2 separate regions of the Pan troglodytes genome follow, and region 2 is linked to region 1. A link is a contact called in public Hi-C data. All regions are on one chromosome and are shown on one strand. Each heading gives the region's core, a stretch centred on a gene start, on an enhancer-like site or on the middle of the called end of the contact. The rest is flanking DNA. Distances are from core to core; before and after follow the strand shown.

Region 1 (4,561 bases), core at 1,022-3,521:
TGATGACAACAAGGACAAGGACAATAACAACGGCTGATACAGGCAGCTAACATTTATAAGAACATTTACAAGGTGCCTTACGCTGTTCTAAGTCGTTTGGGCTAGTTAAGCGGAATCGGCACAACAGGAGTTTACACTTGGAGCTGCTTAGTCTCAGTGCCCAAACGGCGTTCAAACACTGTGGACGACAGTTCTCCACTCTTGCATCTCCACAGGCCAGATTCTTAGAACCCATCAGAGCAGCCTCAACATATCACGACAGTTCTCCCTCCCCTCCCCCAGCTCCAATTCAGAATTGAAGATCGATGGTTTACATACAGAAATAAATCTGTGAACACTCAAATGTTAATTTGTCTAATTTGGGCATAATTATTGTGTTAGGCACTATAAGAAAAGAAATATTCCGAAGAAGCAAGGTCTACTAAAAAAAGAACTTACCCAAAGTTAAAGGACACAATTCAGAGCTGTACTACACGTACTGCATCAAAATACGTATTCTCAACACTGCACATGCTCCATAAAGAGAAATGGCAGAGATCATCAAAAGTGGTGAGTTGGGCCGGGCGCAGTGGCTCAAGCCTGTAATCCCAGCACTTCGGGAGACCAAGGCGGGCGGATCACCTGAGGTCGGGAGTTCGAGACCAGCCTGACCAACATGGAGAAACCATGTCTTTACTAAAAATACAAAAAATTAGCCGGACGTGGTGGCGCATGCCTGTAATCCCAGCTACTCGGGAGGTTGAGGCAGGAGAATCGCTTGGACCCGGGAGGCGGAGGTTGCAGTGAGCCGACATTGCGCCATTGCACTCCAACCTGGGCAACAAGAGCGAAACTCCGTCTCAAAACAAAACAAAACAAAACAAAAAAAAACAGTGGTGAGTTGCTCTTTAACTGAACCTTTCTCTAAGAAACTTTATTTCAACAAAATAAAAATACTGGGGGCCGGGCGCGGTGGTTCACGTCTGTAATCCCAGCACTTTGGGAGGCCAGCGGAGGCGGATCACTTGAGGTCAGGAATTCGAGACCAGCCTGACCAACATGATGAAACCCCGTCTCTACTAAAAATACAAAAATCAGTCAGGCGCGGTGGCTCACGCCTGTAATCCCAACTACTCGGGAGGCTTGAGACACAGGAATCACCTGAACCGGGGAGGCGGCGGTTGCAGTGAGCCGAGATCACGCCACTGCGCTCCAGCTGGGGCGAAAGAGCGAGACTCCATCTCAACACAACACAACACAAAACACTGGGATTTCCCAAAGGTCAGCAAGAAATCTGAGCAGATCCCGCAGCGATGCTGCTCCGAGGCCATAGGTCCCCATGGGAACAAATCTCAGGCTACGACAGCATGGTCTTATCCTCAGAGAAGTTGCTCTATCACGTCCTTTTTAAAGCCATCTCCTGAAATACCAACTAGCTAGCCGCCCTCCCAGTAACTTACCAAGTCTTGCTAAGGTTGAAATAGTACAGGAATCTGAATGATTGCGAGCGCTTCCACAACTTACACACAGCACCCGGCGGTGCAAGCCTGGGTGACACAGTTCCATTTTTAAAACGTCTTCATATAGGGGAAACGCCAGACAGTTAAAGCTACTAAGTAGAAAATACTGGAGGAAACAATCGCGGTTGTTCGGGGACTTAGTTTCCTCCTTCACATTAGGAATAATGAACACATATCCTATCTACGCTCAAAATATCATCTGGCGGCAAGTATTAAGAACCAATCCCTCGCCCTGCACTTGCGTTACAACCATTAATGAGCCGCTCTTCCGGGCCCCCAGAGCCAGCGGCGAGACAGCCAAGCAAGGCCTAACAGGGCCCCACGAGTATGCACCAGGAAGTAATGAAGTCACCCGTGCCTGTCAAGAGGCACGGCGCTAACACAAGGCTCCCAAGAGCTTAACGGGATGCTCATTTGGCAACAACGGCAAGAATCAGGCCCGGCGTTCCCTGCGCAGCCCGGTCGGGGCCCAGACAACCGGCCCGCGGGCCAAGCTCCGGCCTTCGGTGCACGCGGCAAAGCGCGGAAAATAAGGCGGCTCGGTGCCGCCTGGGGACTGGCCGCCCACGCCCCCGGACTCACCCCGGAGGTCCAGCTCCCGGTCGCGCACCGCGTTGGTGTACTGCGCCGCCTGCTCGATCAGCTCCGCCGTCAGCTTGACCATCCTGCAGCCTCCCGTTCCCCCGCGCTGTGGAAAGTCCGTGGCCTCCCGCCAGCGAGACGTCCCAGCGTGCCCCGCGCCCCGCCGCCAGGCAGCACCAATCGCAGCCGCCGAGTGCGCGCGCAGCTCGACCGCCAGGCCGAAGCAATCGAAGAGCCACGCCTCCGGGGGCGTTCTTGCCGGAAGTCGTGGCGCGCGCACAGGGGATGTGTCTAGTTTGGGGTTGTTTCCTAGGGTGTGTTCGGAGTCTGGAGGACCCCTGATTCCAGACGTTGGTGTTTAAAAGTTAAGGCGAATGTGGAAACACCCGAGGGGAACTTTCTCATGCATTAGCGCACCTCGAGGTGGGAGGGGAAGCTGTGACTGTCCTCCCTCCACCAGCCGTCGCGGGAACCCGTGGGGTTCAGTGAAGGGTCCAGGAGTTCAGGTGCCCGTCCCGGGCCTGGGCCTTGGTTCCGGGCTACACTGTGAGATCCCGGGCTAGGTGGCCCGCCCGGGGCAGGTCGCCGGGACAACCCCACCGCCCCGCAAGTCCAGCCCGGCCTCGGGCACGGTAGGGTTTGCGGTTAAGCTTGTGACCTTTAGACTTCTGAATATTCATATGTATGAAATGTGATACACATAAAAGTGTGCATATCAGGAACTTACAGAGTGATTAATGACTAGAGTGAACACAGCTGCGTAGCCGACACCGGGATCCAAAACACCACTATTCTGAAAGCCTCCCTCTTTCCCAAAAGGCAACCGCGAACTCAACACTACAAATTCGGTTTGCTCGCTTTTGCTATAAATAGAATCATGCAGTATGCTTTTTTTGGCCTAGTTTCATGGAGTCTATATTATGTCTGGAGTCCATCCAGGTTGCATACAGAGATGGTTTGTTTGCTTTCGCTGCTGAAGAGAATTCCATTGTAGGTATTACACCATAAATTACTTATTCTCCTGTTGATAGACATCAAAGTTGTTTTCAGTTAGGGCTATTCTGAGTAATGCTGCTATGAATTTTCTGGTACGTGGATCTGATGCACATTTGCATGAGTTTGTCCTGGAGTGGAACTGCTGGGACATAGGGTATGGTATCTATCATCAATAAGTAATGCCCAACAGTTATGCTAAGAGGCTGAAATAATATACACACTCCAGCGGTGTGTAAGGGTTTTCATGGCTTCCAGCTTCAGCCTTGTTGGCATTTTTAACTCTATAACTTCAGCTATTCTGATGGGTGTGTGGTGGTATTGCACTACTGCTTTGCTTTGCTTTTCTCTAATAACTAATGAAGCTGAGAACCTTCTCATGTGTATGGTGCCCATTCTGATAGCTTCCTTTGTTAAGTGTTCTTTCGAGTCCCTGGCTCATTTTTTTTTCCTTATGGAGTTGTCTGCCTTTTTTCTTATTGATTTGTGGAATTTCTTTATATATTAGGGATATGAACACACTCTGTGGCTTGCCTTTTCACTCTTAATGGTGTTGATGATTAGATTTTTTTTTTTTTTTTTTTAGACAGAGTCTCACTCTGTCACCTAGGCTGGAGTGCAGTGGTGCCATCAGGACTCACTGCAGCCTTGACCTCTCAGGCTCAAGAGATCCTCCCACCTCAGCCTCCCAAATAGCCGGGACTATAGGCACAGGTCAACAGGCCTGGCTAACTTTTGTATTTTTTGTAGAGACAAGGTTTTGACATGTGGCCCAGGCTGGTCTCCAACTCCTGAGCTCAAGTGATCCACCTGCCTCGGACTCCCACAGTGCTGGGATTACAGGCGTGAGCCACCTCGCCTGGCTGAGAAGTTTCCAAGTTTTATGTAGTTCAATTATTTTCTTTAGGTTAGTGGATTGGGGGTGTGTGCATGTGCATGTGCCTTAGGAAATCTTCCCTTACCCCCATCGTATTTTCCTATGTGGTCTACTAGACGATTGTTTTGCTTTTCACATTTAGTTCTACAATCCACCCGGAGATGATTCTCCTTGAACTTTTATTGAAGTATGATATACATATAGAAGAATGCAAACTGAACACACCCAACCAACTAGCATCCTCGTAAGAACAGGACATTGCCACATTCCAGAAGCCCTCCTCCTGTCTTCATCTAGTCACCACCCTTGCCCCAAGGGTAACCATTATCCTGCCATCTTGTATAGATTTGCTTTACCTGGTTTTGTATTTATGCAAATGAAGTACCTTACATATTTTTTGCTAAACATTATGTTTGTGTGTAGATGTAGTTAATCTATTCTCACTGTAATATAGTATTTCATTGTGGATGTTTTACAATTTACTTATCCATTCTGCTCTTGATGAACATTTGGGTAATTTTCACTCTTTTATATTATAAATAGTGCTTTTATATTATAGTGTACCTACAAACTCAATAGTATATATCTTTATGTGAACACATATACTGAT
Region 2 (4,561 bases), core at 1,544-4,043, 370 kb after region 1:
GGATCAAAATTGCAAGTATTCCTGAAAAGGGCTTTCAAAAGCCTGCAAGAGTTAAGAACTCTTGTGCTTACTCTAAAAAGTAATCTGAGTTTAAAATTCAAGTGCACCGCTGTTTTTTACATCCAAATAAGAATCAGTAAAATATCTCTGCCAGTTTCAATTCACTGAAGTAATGTCACTTTAAAGTGATGAAATTATAGTCAGAGCCTCCACCTAGCAAAACACTTTAATGCTTGTTTAAAACTGGTCCTACTTTACTCACTGTATTAAGGAACAATTCTACAAAATACTCTTTTTTTGATCCCGTGACTGTGGCTGGAAGGTGGACACTTAGAATCACAAAGCAGAAATGACTTTAGGTCGTCAGACCAACCCCACCGCTTTAAAGATGAGGACCAAGGTCCAAAGAGGATAAATAATTTGTTCAAGATCCCAGTAGCAAAACCAGATCTAGATTTCAAGTCTCCATCAGTCCCGCTGTAATCCTTCCATTTCCACAGTCCTGAGGGAGCCTTTAATATTCCAACATCAGGAACAGGGTTTTAGCAGTAGAGGAAATCTGCTGAAGGGAAAGAAGCACGGACTGAAGGTTATTCTGATGGATGAAGTGGAAAAATAATAGAAATAAGGTGACAAATGAGCGTGGGACTGGAAAAAGAGAGGAGGCAGAAACGTCAAAAGGTATAAATACGAAGACTATCTACTGAAAATGGCTGTGTATCTACCCTTAATTCACATAATCTAAAATACAATAAATATTCAAAAATGGAAAGTGACTTCGTATACTAAAGGGAATTTTTATAAAAACAAAGAGAAACTACTAGAGATAAATACATATATTTACTAGAATAGAAAACGTCTAGTACCTGCTGCCCTGGGAACTACTGTGAATGTGCGTGTTGGGCCCGGATCCTTTACTGACTGAGCCAGCGCCTGGGATTGCTCTAAATTTAAGGATCGTACAATTAGAGAAACACGTTATCCCGGGACAAGAAAACCTTGTTTTGTGTGGTTAACACGGCGGGTCTACACCAGGCCAATAAGCTGCTCATGAAAACCTCACGGCTGGTCAGCCAGAAAACACAAAGCTTAGGGACGAAACGTCAACAGAGTAGACATCAGTTCAGGTCGGCCGGCAACGAGGGACCGAAGGATGACATCGCGCTCCAGTTCCGCCTCCCCGGCCCAGCCCCCAAGCGCTCCATCTCCGTTCCAGGGCTCCGCAGCCGCGATGGCCGGCTCGGTGTCGCCGGAGCGGAGGGGCGGCCTCGGGCCGGGCAGCCAGGGCGCCAGACTCCAGATGCAGCGACAAGCCGCCCGGAGCCCGGCACTCGGCCTCCTCCCCGCGTCAGCCTCCGCCCGTGGGCCCGGCCTCCTCGCAGCTCCCGGGGCCCTGCTGCCACTCAGCCCCACCCGGCTCTGAACCCAGCCTTTGACTCACCACCGCCCGACAGAATGCAGAACTGCGAGAGGAAGAGCAGCACGCGACACAAGGCGCGGAGGCCCCGCAGCGGGCGCACCCCTCCCGCCATCTTGCCGGCGCCTGCGCACTTCCGGGCCGGGGGCGGGGCGCGGGCTCGCGCGTGAAGCGGGCGCGCCGGGCCGGGCGCGCCTGGGAGCTGGAGCGTGAACTGGACGCAGGCGCGCTGCGACTCCGGGCGGCCGGCGTTTGCGCTTTCGCTGTCCTCGCGCGGGTGGCGGGTTTTCTTCGGGTTGAGCCCTCTGGGAGGTCCCCGAGGAGGATGCGAGCCTGGGAGGTTGTTCCATTTCCACGCGCCCGTCACGCCCTTGGACGAGGCCCTCACCCCTCGTTCCACTGCAGGAGACCTGTTAAAGGTCATCCGTGGACCGAAATGCACGCCCGAAGCAACCAAGAGCAGAGGCGGGCAAATGGGGGAGGCTGGCCGCAGTGTGTGGTCGGATGTTGTGTGCTGGATCTCGTGCGAAGGTTCTGAGGACACTATCGCGTGGCCTTTCATCCTAAAGACACTTATTTACAGTCGGGGAAGCGGCCCCGGGACGACGAGGGCCCGAGGGACCCCTCCCCTGGGGCCGGCGCTCAGGCCTGCCGCGGCTTTCACTTCTGGCCAGCCTCTTGAAGATACGCAGCACTTCCAGAAAGTTCCTCTCGGGCCTGGAGAAGCAGGATGGCCCGAGGCGCTGGGAAGTGAGGGGAGGGTCCAGAGCCCAGCCCTGCCTGGGGAAGGTCGCGGCCGTCTGGGGAGCCGCGCTCAGGCCCCAGCTTGCGGAGACCCGTGCCAGTTTCTGTCACAGCACACCTGGAAGAAACCGGGCTGGTGACAGGTGCTCTCCTCCCCCCCCCTGCTGCGGGATCATTCATTCCGGGGTCTTCTGACTGCCACCCCCTCACGTGCATGTTTGCTGAATGATTTTTTAAAAAATACATGTAAAAGTGCCGGCACATAAGCCCTGAATGTTAGCTTTAAAAATCGTATCACGGCCGGGGGCGGTGAATCACGCCTGTAATCCCAGCACTTTGGGAGGCCCAGGCGGGCGGATCACGAGGTTAGGAAATCGAAACCATCCTGGCTAACAACACGGTGAAACCCTGTCTCTACTAAAAATGCAAAAAAATTAGCCAGGCGTGGGGGTACGCGCCTGTGGTCCCAGCTACTGGGGAAGCTGAGGCAGGAGAATCGCCTAAACCCGGGAAGCGGAGGTTGTAGTGAGCCGAGATCGTGCCACTGCACTCCAGCCTGGGCGACAGAGCGAGACTCCGTCTCAAAAAATAAAAAATAAATAAAAATCATATCACACAATCTGCACCTTATACTACTACACAAGTCTGATATATATTGTTTTGTTTGCCAACTGTTTCACTGTTCACATCCCTCAGGAAGTCAACTAAATGATCAGTATATTGAAAAGAGATTATTTCTTACATTTCTTTTGAATTTCACAGCATATCGCAAAATAATACTTCTTGTTTGGTAGCTGAATTCTCTATTGACATAATGCCATTTTAATTCAGTTCTGAGCACGTAGAGCATTCCTCTCTTTAAAATCTGAAATCCATTTCAGTATATAAATCCATGGAATGTCATCCCATCAAAAAAGTAACTTAACTCTAGGTGAGCAGCTTAGTTGTGGTAGAAGCCCACAGCTTAAACACTGGAAACACTGATGCAATTCATTTGGGAATTTATTTTTTTCTAAAGCGGAACAAAACCTAATTATGAATAAGAAACATTTAAATGGCAACTCTTAACCTATAGTGCAAACACCAGATTCCACAAAACTGAATTCCTTTGTCAGTAATCCAATATTTAGTAGTAGCTGCTGCTTTTGTGGTTGTTGGTTAGTTAAAATTAAGTAATGATTCCAGTTTAGAAGATAAAGTTTCAGTGTAAATTTTAGTAAAAGTCATAAAAATACCTGAGACATATTAGAAAATAAGATTTTCCCTCATATTTAAAAAAAACTCTGCAGACTTTTATTTGAAGCCCATCTTTTGAAAATCACTAACATTTCATAATCATTTCCTAGTGTTTTGTTTCACTTTTTCGATGAATAATATTTCCCCATTTAAGTTTCTCAAGGCATTGATTGCTGGAAAATTTCCCACGTGCCCTCTAAATGACTCCCGTGGACATAAGTAAATTAAACTTTGTGCATGTCAGCTACACATTCATTGTCTCCTTTCTCAGCTGAGGCCGTGAGTGGACCCCATCAGTGGCTCCAAAGTCTTAGAAGTACTAACATGTTAAGAAAAATACATTTTTAAGGGTCAAAACAAAATTACACAGAAGCAAATATCAGGGAAGGACTTCAAAAGGCCTCCTCAGCATTGAGTGTCCGTGTCTTCTTGAGATTCTTCAGTTTATCAATGGCAGAAGTTACTAAAATCTCTCCATGAATTTTGTTGTCTCTTGTTCGCACGTTTACAGCATTATCTATCTTTTCCTTTTCTCCAACCACTGCAGAAAAGAAAGGTAAAGAAATGTATTTTAAATCAGCAATTTACCAAACATTAACTCAGCAGTCCCATGACATGTTTTTATCAAGTTTTTCTTCATTACTATTAAATATCATCTAATGAGCATTCGGTTCATCCTCTGATAGTTAAGTTTCTTGAGGGAAGCAATGACTTCTGATCCCATCTCTCTATTGTCCACCTGAGAGAACAGCTCTTGTGGTCCTGGGGTGCAAATGACAGCGGGGAGCTCTTACCGGCTCACACTGACCCCCCCTGGCACTAGGGTGCAGATGAGAGCGGGGAGCTCTTACAGACTCACACTGACCCCACCTGGCACTAGGGTGCAGATGAGAGCGGGGAGCTCTTACAGACTCACGCTGACCCCACCTGGCACTAGGGTGCAGATGAGAGCGGGGAGCTCTTACAGGCTCACACTGACTCCACCTGGCACTAGGGTGCAGATGAGAGCGGGGAGCGCTTACAGGCTCACACTGACTCCACCTGGCACTGGGGTGCAGATGAGAGCGGGGAGCTCTTACAGGCTCACACTGACTCCACCTGGCACTAGGGTGCAGATGAGAGCGGGGAGCGCTTACAGGCTCACACTGACTCCACCTGGCACTG

What was found. A called contact is a pair of places that touch in the nucleus more often than the background predicts.
Region 2: a Hi-C map of stem cell-derived neural progenitor cells shows a contact between it and region 1, with 5 times the contacts expected there. The contact joins the promoter of TM2D3 here to the promoter of SNRPA1 in region 1. A contact is called at or near these places in 6 of 7 Hi-C or Micro-C datasets (blood, induced pluripotent stem cells, a lymphoblastoid cell line and 2 more), 1 of 1 datasets of contacts at active chromatin or transcription factors (stem cell-derived excitatory neurons) and 1 of 1 other capture datasets (stem cell-derived neural stem cells).

The regions. Positions count from the first base shown.
Region 1 is chr16:93,165,313-93,169,873 of NHGRI_mPanTro3-v2.0_pri, forward strand. SNRPA1 (small nuclear ribonucleoprotein polypeptide A') reads right to left here and starts at 2,272. Exons shown (of 9, transcript XM_510625.8): 1 at 2,082-2,272. The coding sequence starts at 2,163.
Region 2 is chr16:93,537,514-93,542,074 of NHGRI_mPanTro3-v2.0_pri, forward strand. TM2D3 (TM2 domain containing 3) reads right to left here and starts at 2,794. Exons shown (of 5, transcript XM_009429964.5): 1 at 1,442-2,794. The coding sequence starts at 1,979. TARS3 (threonyl-tRNA synthetase 3) reads right to left here. Exons shown (of 19, transcript XM_063795448.1): 19 at 3,146-3,938.